Regions from separate parts of the Mus musculus genome. Here all the other regions are linked to region 3. The links are chromatin contacts, called in public Hi-C and promoter capture Hi-C maps. All regions are on one chromosome and are shown on one strand. Each heading gives the region's core, a stretch centred on a gene start, on an enhancer-like site or on the middle of the called end of the contact. The rest is flanking DNA. Distances are from core to core; before and after follow the strand shown.

The links. Promoter capture Hi-C pulls out the DNA fragments that hold promoters and counts their contacts. A called contact is a pair of places that touch in the nucleus more often than the background predicts.
Region 1: a contact with region 3 is called in a promoter capture Hi-C map of pre-B cells. The contact joins the promoter of Mterf3 here to the promoter of Ice1 in region 3. A contact is called at or near these places in 2 of 39 promoter capture datasets (cranial neural crest and pre-B cells) and 1 of 484 Hi-C or Micro-C datasets (CD8 T cells).
Region 2: a Hi-C map of CD8 T cells shows a contact between it and region 3, with 10 times the contacts expected there. The contact joins the promoter of Trip13 here to the promoter of Ice1 in region 3. A contact is called at or near these places in 2 of 39 promoter capture datasets (cranial neural crest and pre-B cells) and 3 of 484 Hi-C or Micro-C datasets (CD4 T cells, CD8 T cells and pre-B cells).

What each region holds. Positions count from the first base shown.
Region 1 is chr13:66,931,716-66,934,415 of GRCm38.p6, reverse strand. Mterf3 (mitochondrial transcription termination factor 3) reads left to right here and starts at 1,344. Exons shown (of 8, transcript NM_025547.4): 1 at 1,344-1,481. It overlaps Ptdss1 (phosphatidylserine synthase 1), which reads right to left and starts at 1,586. Exons shown (of 13, transcript NM_008959.3): 1 at 730-1,586. The coding sequence starts at 908.
Region 2 is chr13:73,936,348-73,939,047 of GRCm38.p6, reverse strand. Trip13 (thyroid hormone receptor interactor 13) reads left to right here and starts at 1,281. Exons shown (of 13, transcript NM_027182.2): 1 at 1,281-1,558. The coding sequence starts at 1,467. It overlaps Brd9 (bromodomain containing 9), which reads right to left and starts at 1,220. Exons shown (of 16, transcript NM_001378947.1): 1 at 1,103-1,220; 2 at 400-614; 3 at 51-183. The coding sequence starts at 1,154.
Region 3 is chr13:70,636,223-70,638,922 of GRCm38.p6, reverse strand. Ice1 (interactor of little elongation complex ELL subunit 1) reads left to right here and starts at 1,289. Exons shown (of 19, transcript NM_144837.3): 1 at 1,289-1,406. The coding sequence starts at 1,326.

The sequences.
Region 1 (2,700 bases), core at 95-2,594, 3.7 Mb after region 3:
GCATGAGAGGGCAGGATGTGCCCCTTGTGGTCAGCGGTAGCCTATAGAGTACAGTACATTGGAAATGATGGGTATTGGCTTGTGCTTCATGGGAGGCATCCACTGGGATGTGTGTCAACAGCGACTGCTGATGCTGTGGCATTGAGGTGGTGTTTGAGACTGGGAGAAGAGTTACATTAGATGACTTTGGGAAATGTATATAAAAGGAAAAACAGTGTGGTGCACCTCACATGTACATTTGTGTGTGTGCCTGGTAATACTGAATGCCAGAGGATTTTTCTGTGTATGGTGTGTGTTTTATGTGTGTAGTGTGAGTTGAAGGAGGTTCAATCATGAAATGGTTCATGCCATTTGCTGGAGACAGACCACGGATGAGTGGTTAGAGATCAGAGCCTTCTGATAGTGACAGAGAACGATACAGAGCAAGGGGTGTGGATCACCCAGCTAGGTGACCTGCATGAGTTCCTGGTGTGGTCCGACGTAGTGAATGAGAAAGATGGGATTTGGACATGAGGGGTGGCAGGTGGAAAAGTAGGCGGAGAGGACTGTAAGCCACGCGGTAGGCAGAGGAGCTGTGTGGCCCTTGTGTCCCCGAGCTTGCACGCGTGGAACAGCTACTCACTTCCTTACCACCAGCCACACCTGGCCACCCTCCCCTCTACTGCTTCTCGGTCTGTCGTCTCTGTCCTCCTCTCCCCGGCGCTCCGCGCGACTCCAGGCCAGACTTACCTGGTGAAGGCGAAGTACATGAGGCTGATGATGGTGAAGCTGAGCAGGGTGATGGTGTGCGGCCGGTAGAAGAAGTCTATGGTGATGTCCTCCACTTGCTGCTCGTTGATCATGCGGAAATGCATCCTGTAGTTCACATCATCCTTGCTCAGAGTCCTGCTCCCCACGCAGGACGCCATAGTTCTTCTCCCCGTCCTGCCGCGGCCCCGGAGGCCCCGGCCCTAGAAGGCTGGGACCCCGGCAGCGACGGACCGCAGCAGCGAAGGTGCCTGACGCTGGGGCGGGGTCTGGCACCCTGAGAAGGGTGCTAGCCCAGGGAAGGACCCGCGCGCGAGGGCGGGGTCGCGGCGCCACCACCGCGTCCCGGAGCAGGGGGAGAAGGCAGCCTGAAGAAGCAGCCTAGTAGGGCGACATCGTAGAGCTCTCACCCTCCCCACATTACGGCGGAGTGACTGATCCTGGGAACGCGGCGACCAGCTCCAGGGCCTGCAAACCCCAGGCCAGCTCTGTCCCGGTCCCCCGCGGCGTCCCTTCCCGCGCCGCCGCAGATGGTCTCGCCCATTCGCAGCGCAGCCCACGTGGGGGGCGGTGCCGGCCTAGCGTGGCGAATCGCCGGCTTGCGAAGCTACGGTGCACCGTATCCCCGGCGTAGGTTGCACGGTCGCTGTGAAGCAGGAGCGCGAGACCGCCGCCCGGCCGGATTACTGTCCGGCCTACCTGTACCCAGCAGCGTCCGGGAGCCTCGCGGCTTGGTAGGTATCGGTGACCCGGAGAGGAGGTTCGGGCTCGATCGGTCGGTACCTAAACCTTGTGGTGGCAACGTCGCCGGGCTTGTTCATCAGCTTCAGACTAAGGCCCCGAGGATGTCCCGGCTTCCTGCGGAAGTCCTTCCCGGATAAAGCCGGTTGGTTAAAGAGTCTAAGGACTGCGGCTGCGCTGCCCAGAGGCCCTTTATTACGAAGTGCATCTTTCATCATCGGAGCTCGGGATTAGTTGTAAAGATTTTGAACCTAGAAAAGCCTGTTTCGGCTCTTGTTCCTATTCCTAACAACAAAACAAGAGTGCCCGGTAACCGCTGAGAGCTGGCGTACCCTACTAATGAACTTGAGAGATTTTAAGGATTTTTTTTTTTCTTTTGCCCTCTTAATGTACATACCGTAAGGCGTTATTCACGAGTGCACATCTTTACTCGTTTCTGAGTCCTTTGTGTCTTTATTTGTCCTGGACTCACTTCCACTCAACAAACTGGAACCCTCCAAACCTCTAGCTTGGTGCTGAAAAGACCCTGGGAAGGTGGGTCTCGAGAGGGGGCGGGACTGTGCTGTCCTTCTGCACAGACTATCAATCATTGACATTGCTGAGACAGCAAATTTATGTGAAAAGGAGTGCACTGGCAAGTAAAAGTGGAGGGTGAACATTATTAGTCTTTAGCACTCAGATCTTTGAATGCAAATAGAATTTAACAGAGTCTACTAAATGTGGAAAGGGTATTGAATTTGATTCTGGACAGACTCTAGAATGAAATTGGGGTTCTGGGAGCTGGTTTGTAAGTACCCTAGAGCCCTTATTGTAATCCCCAACATTATAAAAAGTACTTTGATGCTGAGAGTGGACCAGTGTTTTTTTCTAGAATAGCATACGTAAAAGCATGTGGAGAATAGTGTCTGAACCTCCATCATCGTGGGCTACAGTGACATATCCAGTCTTGACTGTCAGGACCCCCACTTGTAGATTGGACCTGCCTGGCTGTGCTGAAGTTTCTCTCGAAGCTTGGTCTTGTCTAGGTGGCACAACTTAGTTCCTACTTTAACTATTTTGGAGATGAGAGGGAGTTTGAGGGGAAAATTGGCAGGCTTGGAAGCCCCTTTCCAACTAAAGTTTAGCAAAAATTGCCTATTCCACAAGGTTATTGCCAACACCGCCTTCCTATACCACTTCAGAAGGAAAGATTTGCCCTTGTATTATTCTTAG
Region 2 (2,700 bases), core at 32-2,531, 3.3 Mb before region 3:
ACCACGCTATAGACAAGGTAGGAAACTCATGTTTGGGGACAGGGTCTTGCCTGGCTGTGTTCGGCAGGCTCTCACTGGTCGGTCTGGGGGTGGCTCCACCTCCACCTTCTTTCCAGGGTCGAAAGCATCAGCCTCCCCCTCTGAGTCGCAGTGTTCCTTCTCCCGTTTCCGTTTCTTCTCTTCCTGTAAGTATGGAAGAATAGAGGGCACAGAACAGCCAGAACCCTTTTAGACTGGTAATGCAGGCTCCGCACACGTCTGCGCATTCCCCAGACTGGGAAGAAGAGCCACTCCTGACACCTGACAGGCATCACCTGAAGATGCCCTGGAAGCCCAGAACTGCAGCAACGGTATAGCCAGGCGTGATTAGGGACCCATCTTAGGCCATTGAACCTTTACCTTCCGCTTCCTCCTCTCCTCCTCATCGAGGTGCTTCTCCTTCTCTGACTTTTTCTTCTTCTTTTTCTTCTTTTCTCTGTGTCTCTCCCGTTCGTGGTCTGAGCGATCGTCGTAGTAGCTGGAGTCGTGGCCAGATCCTGAGAGCTCTGTCACTTCACTTCCTCCCACCTTGAGCACCAGCTTCAGAGGCTTCTCCAGTGGCGTGTCTGTATAATCTGCACACAGACCGTACGTAGGTCAAGCTTGCAAAATACTGAGTAGAAATACTGCACCCCTGTGGGTGTGAATCTAGACAGCAAGGAGTTGTCAAAACCACAGACTATGTAATCTCAAACTGACAGATTGGTGTTCAATCCTCTCTTTCAAACCACAAAATCACCACTGAGGATATTCCGAGGGTACAACAACCCGACCTGAGACCCAGGACCCCAATTCCTTCACGGAAGCCCTCTTTTTGCTGCGGGTCTTCCTGGTGTCAGAGAGGAGGTACATAGTGGCTACAGGACCCAAAAAAGAAGCCTATAGCCTCTTCGCAGCAGATTCCCTTTTTCAGCTCTAACCCCGCCCCTCCTACGATTGTCCACTACCTGGCTCTAAGCTCCTCCTTCTCACGGGACCCCGCCCAGCACAGACCACGCCCTTCCCCTGGAACGCCTTCCCCTGCCCGTATCGGCAACCTAGACCCCGCCCGTGGGATCCGCACCTTCGTAGGACGAGCGCCATTCCGCCTTGTGCTTCTTGTGCTTTTTGCCCATGGCTGAGATAGCACGGGATCCGGTGAGAAGCGGCTGCCGGTAGCTCGACCTGCGCCAGTCGGAAGTAGCGCCTTCGCCACCGCCAAGTGCTTCCGGGTCAGGGTGGGGCGGTGCGCAGCGCGCGGCAGATTCGAAGCTCGGTGGGGCGGGGCGGGTTGCAAAGCGCCGAGCGGCTCGGGCGGCGGAAGTGGATTTGGCCGGCCCTTAGCCAAGGTGGATCCTCCTACATCGGAGAAGGCTGTCGCACAGGGCGCAGGGAGGCGACCGCGGCCTCACTCCGGCGGCATTCCCTCGGCTCCCGGCGGCGGCGCCATGGACGAGGCGGTGGGCGACCTGAAGCAAGCGCTTCCCTGTGTTGCCGAATCGCCCGCGGTCCATGTGGAGGTTCTGCAGCGCAGCGGAAGGTGAGCGTATATACGGAGTCCGACCACGCGGGGCGCGACCTGATCCGACCCCACCACGCGTGACTCCGAGTGGCACGACCTTACCCCAACTCTTAGGATTCCACCCCACAGCGTCCCACCCCTCAGTACGGCCCCACTTCGCACGACCTGAACAGCCTGACATGAACCCACCTAGTATGACCCAGCACACCTCCACCCCACTTCAGTTGACCCTAACAGCATGATCCGACTTTGCCCTCCATCCCACCACACATTACTCTTGAGTTTCACCTCTCACATTGCCGCATATCCCATCCAGACCCTACCACCATCCCAGACTATCTGGCAGGACCCCACAGCTCTCAACTGACTGGCCTATGGAGCACAGCCTAACGATGAGCTCCATGTAATAGGACCTGCTAAGCGACAGAAGTGATCTCCAGTCAATTAGGGGTGCAAGGAAGTGCAGTGTCAGTAGAGCAAGTATTTAATTTGCAAAGCCAGAATCCAGTGGCAAATTTCCTGTTACAAAGATTATGTACGTACTCCAGGTTAGACCCTACAGCTATGCATTTTCAGGTTTTCCTTAAAAGGGCTGCTAACATGGATTGAATGCTCATAATGTTTCAGGCTTGTCTCAAACACTGAATTTTTATTAATTTTCATAGTAGTGTGTGAAGAACTAGTGGCACCTCCTTTTTCTAATTAGCCTGAGGGTGGCTGATGGTATGACTGCAGGCCTGGGACCCTACAGTTGATCCTAAGACAGTACACTGCCAAGCCCCATCTTGACTAATGACTTTCTTGTATATGTCTGAGGTCTGAGGGAGGGAAGGTGTGTGTCTGTGTGTGTGTGTGTGTGTGTGTGTGTGTGTGTGTGTGTGTGTCTGAGTGTCTGTGTTTGAAACAAGTTCTTCTGTCTCAGCTTGCATGCTGAAATTACAGCCAGACCTAGCTATACTTTAGTGGGGTTTTTTTTGTTTTTTTGTTTGTTTTTGTCGTTTTTGTTTGTTTGTTTTTTGGTTTTTTTTTTTTTTTCTTGGTTTTTCGGAACAGGGTTTTTCTGTGTAGCCCTGGCTGACCTGGAACTCACTTTGTAGACCAGGCTGGCCTCGAACTCAGAAATCCGCCTGCCTCTGCCTCCCAAGTGCTGGGCTTAAAGG
Region 3 (2,700 bases), core at 40-2,539:
AGCCATCTGACCAGCCCCTATCGTGGAGATCTTGAGGCATATACTGGCTATGAATCCCAAGAGATTAAGATTGGAAGCTCTCTGAGTTCAAGGTCATCTGGGACAAAGCAAGTCCCAGATCCAGGCATGGTGACACACACCTTTAATTTGGGCCGTATCTTCTGCTAGAGACCTACATAAGGACATTAGATGAAGAAAGATAGGCTCTCTCTTCTTTGCCTGCTTGCCCTGTGGAACTGAGCAACTGCTAGATCGTTGGACTTCCATTCACAGCTGCTGCTGACCATTGTTGGCGAGTTGGACTACAGAGTATAAGTCATCAATAAATTCCCTTACTATATAGAGTCTACCCATAAGTTCTGTGACTCTAGAGAACCCTCACTAATAAATGCAACACTGTTGTTGAGATTGGGACTTTGTAACCAGAAGATGAGGAGCCGCCAGAAACTTCCTAGTAGACAGATACTGATGGCAACAAAGTTTCTGAGGAGAGTGGATACAATGCTAGGATGTCAGCGAGAGTTCAAGCCCTGATTTCAAGTGGCTTTTAAAGCTGAATGAGGATTTCTTCTTTCCACCTCTCCAGCCTAAGGGTGAAGATGACTGGGAAACCGGCTCGAAGGGGTTTGTCTGGTTGGCTGCGTGCAGACACACCCCACACGTTAGTAGCAGAGCATGGAGCCCTAGAGGTTGGCCTCCAGGCGGTGCTCACCCTGCCGCTGCGAGGCACTCCGGGAATTGTAGTTTTTCTTCCGCTCCCTGCCTGTCTACTGGGAGAATAGTGCAGTAGCTCTGCAAGAAGCGTTCGCACTTTCCAAACCCAGGCTCGGGTCCTCCTTCGGTGGTCGGCATGCCAATGACATCGCAAAACCCCCGCCCCTTGGAGGCTGAAGGGATTTAGGCGTCTACACAGGGCCTGTAATGAGGCAGCTGACAGATGCACAGACAGTTCGTGAAGGCAGGCCCTGGCTCTTGTTCATCTCTTCCAAGATGTGTCCTAAGGCTTTGCTTTTTGTACGACCACGCTTCGTTCTGGCTTTTTGATCAGGCGGATCTGCGGGCAGCCCCGACGGGGGGCGGGGCTGGGTGGGGCGGGGACCTCGTGTGCTGTCGTCGCTTTGGGCCCTCGGGGCTGCGCCGCTCTCAAGTGCCCTGGGCTGCTTCGCTGGTCTGAGCCCTAGGCCGGCTCCACGGGGACCTTGGCGCACGCATGGACCTGCCCGCGCCCGGCGGGAAGCGGCCAGGCTGGCGGTGGCTGGGGCGGCGGAGCAGGGCCGAGGCAGCGGGCCCCTGAGCGCGCGCCCTGCAGGCCGGGCCGCAGCACCATGATGCCCGGCGAGACGCACCCGGCGGCGCCCGGGCCAGCCGACCTCGCGCGGTGTCAGGGCTGCGCCTCCCTGCAGCAGGTACGCAGGATCCCTGGCTGACCCTTTTGCGCCGTTTTGGGGGCGGGTGCCGGTGCTTTGTTTAATCACGGACAGAATTGGTTCAGCTGCTGCGATGCCGGCGGCGGACAGAGTGAGCGTGCTCTTCAGGACTCCTCGTCTTCCCGACTCAGGGTTTGCAGGGCCCAGTTTGGTTGGTGGGTGACGCTGTCTACGCGCGGAGGGAATCTTCCTCTCTGTGATGAAGGCCTCCTCGCACTCCTAATTATTTGTTGTTTGAAGGCAAGGGTTTTATGTTGCGTGCCCAGGTCGCTAGACTTCCAAGATTCCGGAACGGAACTGCATTTTAGCTTACACGTATCTATTAATATACTGCCAAGCTTAGCTTTTGTTAAGTAGCATGTTAGTTGTCTGATTAAAATTGTCCAATAAACATACGTGGGTCTAGGTAGTTTGTTACAGTGTCATGTCCTGTTCTTAACAATGGATCGCTGCAGATGGGTTCTAGGTTTTACTGATGCAATAGAAATAGTCCCCAGTGCTCAGGGCTGGAGACTCGCACAGCTTTCTGTCTTAGAGTTCCATTCACCTATTGTCAGTGGCAAAACGGAACTTGCCCTTGCTCCCGTTCAGTTCATCCCCTTTCTACCCAGTGTTCTAAGCACTGTTCATATTCTGGTAAACCACCTGGACACGGATAAGATGAACGTGCGCAAGTACGACTCGACAGGATTTTAGATGTTGGGAAGGAAATAATGGAAGATGTCAGGGGGTTCTGGTGAGGTGGTGTTGAGGCAGTGGGAGTTGTGAATGTTGAAAAGTAGCTCTGGAGATCGGTTTTAACAAGTGGGACGGTTTCTTGATGTTTGATGAGCAAAGCCTGTGGCAGCCTCGGGGTTGGTGAGACGAGATAAGGGATGCAGACTAGCTAGCTATCTGTGGAAGTTTGCTTTTTATTGTAAAGTGCAATGTCTCTGCGCCGATTCGTATGTTCTAGTTGCTTGGAGAATAGGAAATGGTTTGGCACTCTCATAGAGAAGATGGAGAGTCAAGCCATGTTGTAGCTAGGCCACATCGTGTAGGCATCTTATAACCCTCCCCTCCCTTAAAAGATTCTGAATGGAACGCTTCTTTAATGGACCATATTTGTGTTTTGAGCCTATTTACTCAAATTTTTTGATCCCCTGCTAGTTTATAACAATGTACGCAAAGAGAAGAGGAAAGTTACATTAGAAGCAACATATTGGTAACAAACAGGCAAAAGTAGGAGGGGAGAGTGGGTAAGGACCAGGCTTTTGGCTGCTGAGATTTTCTG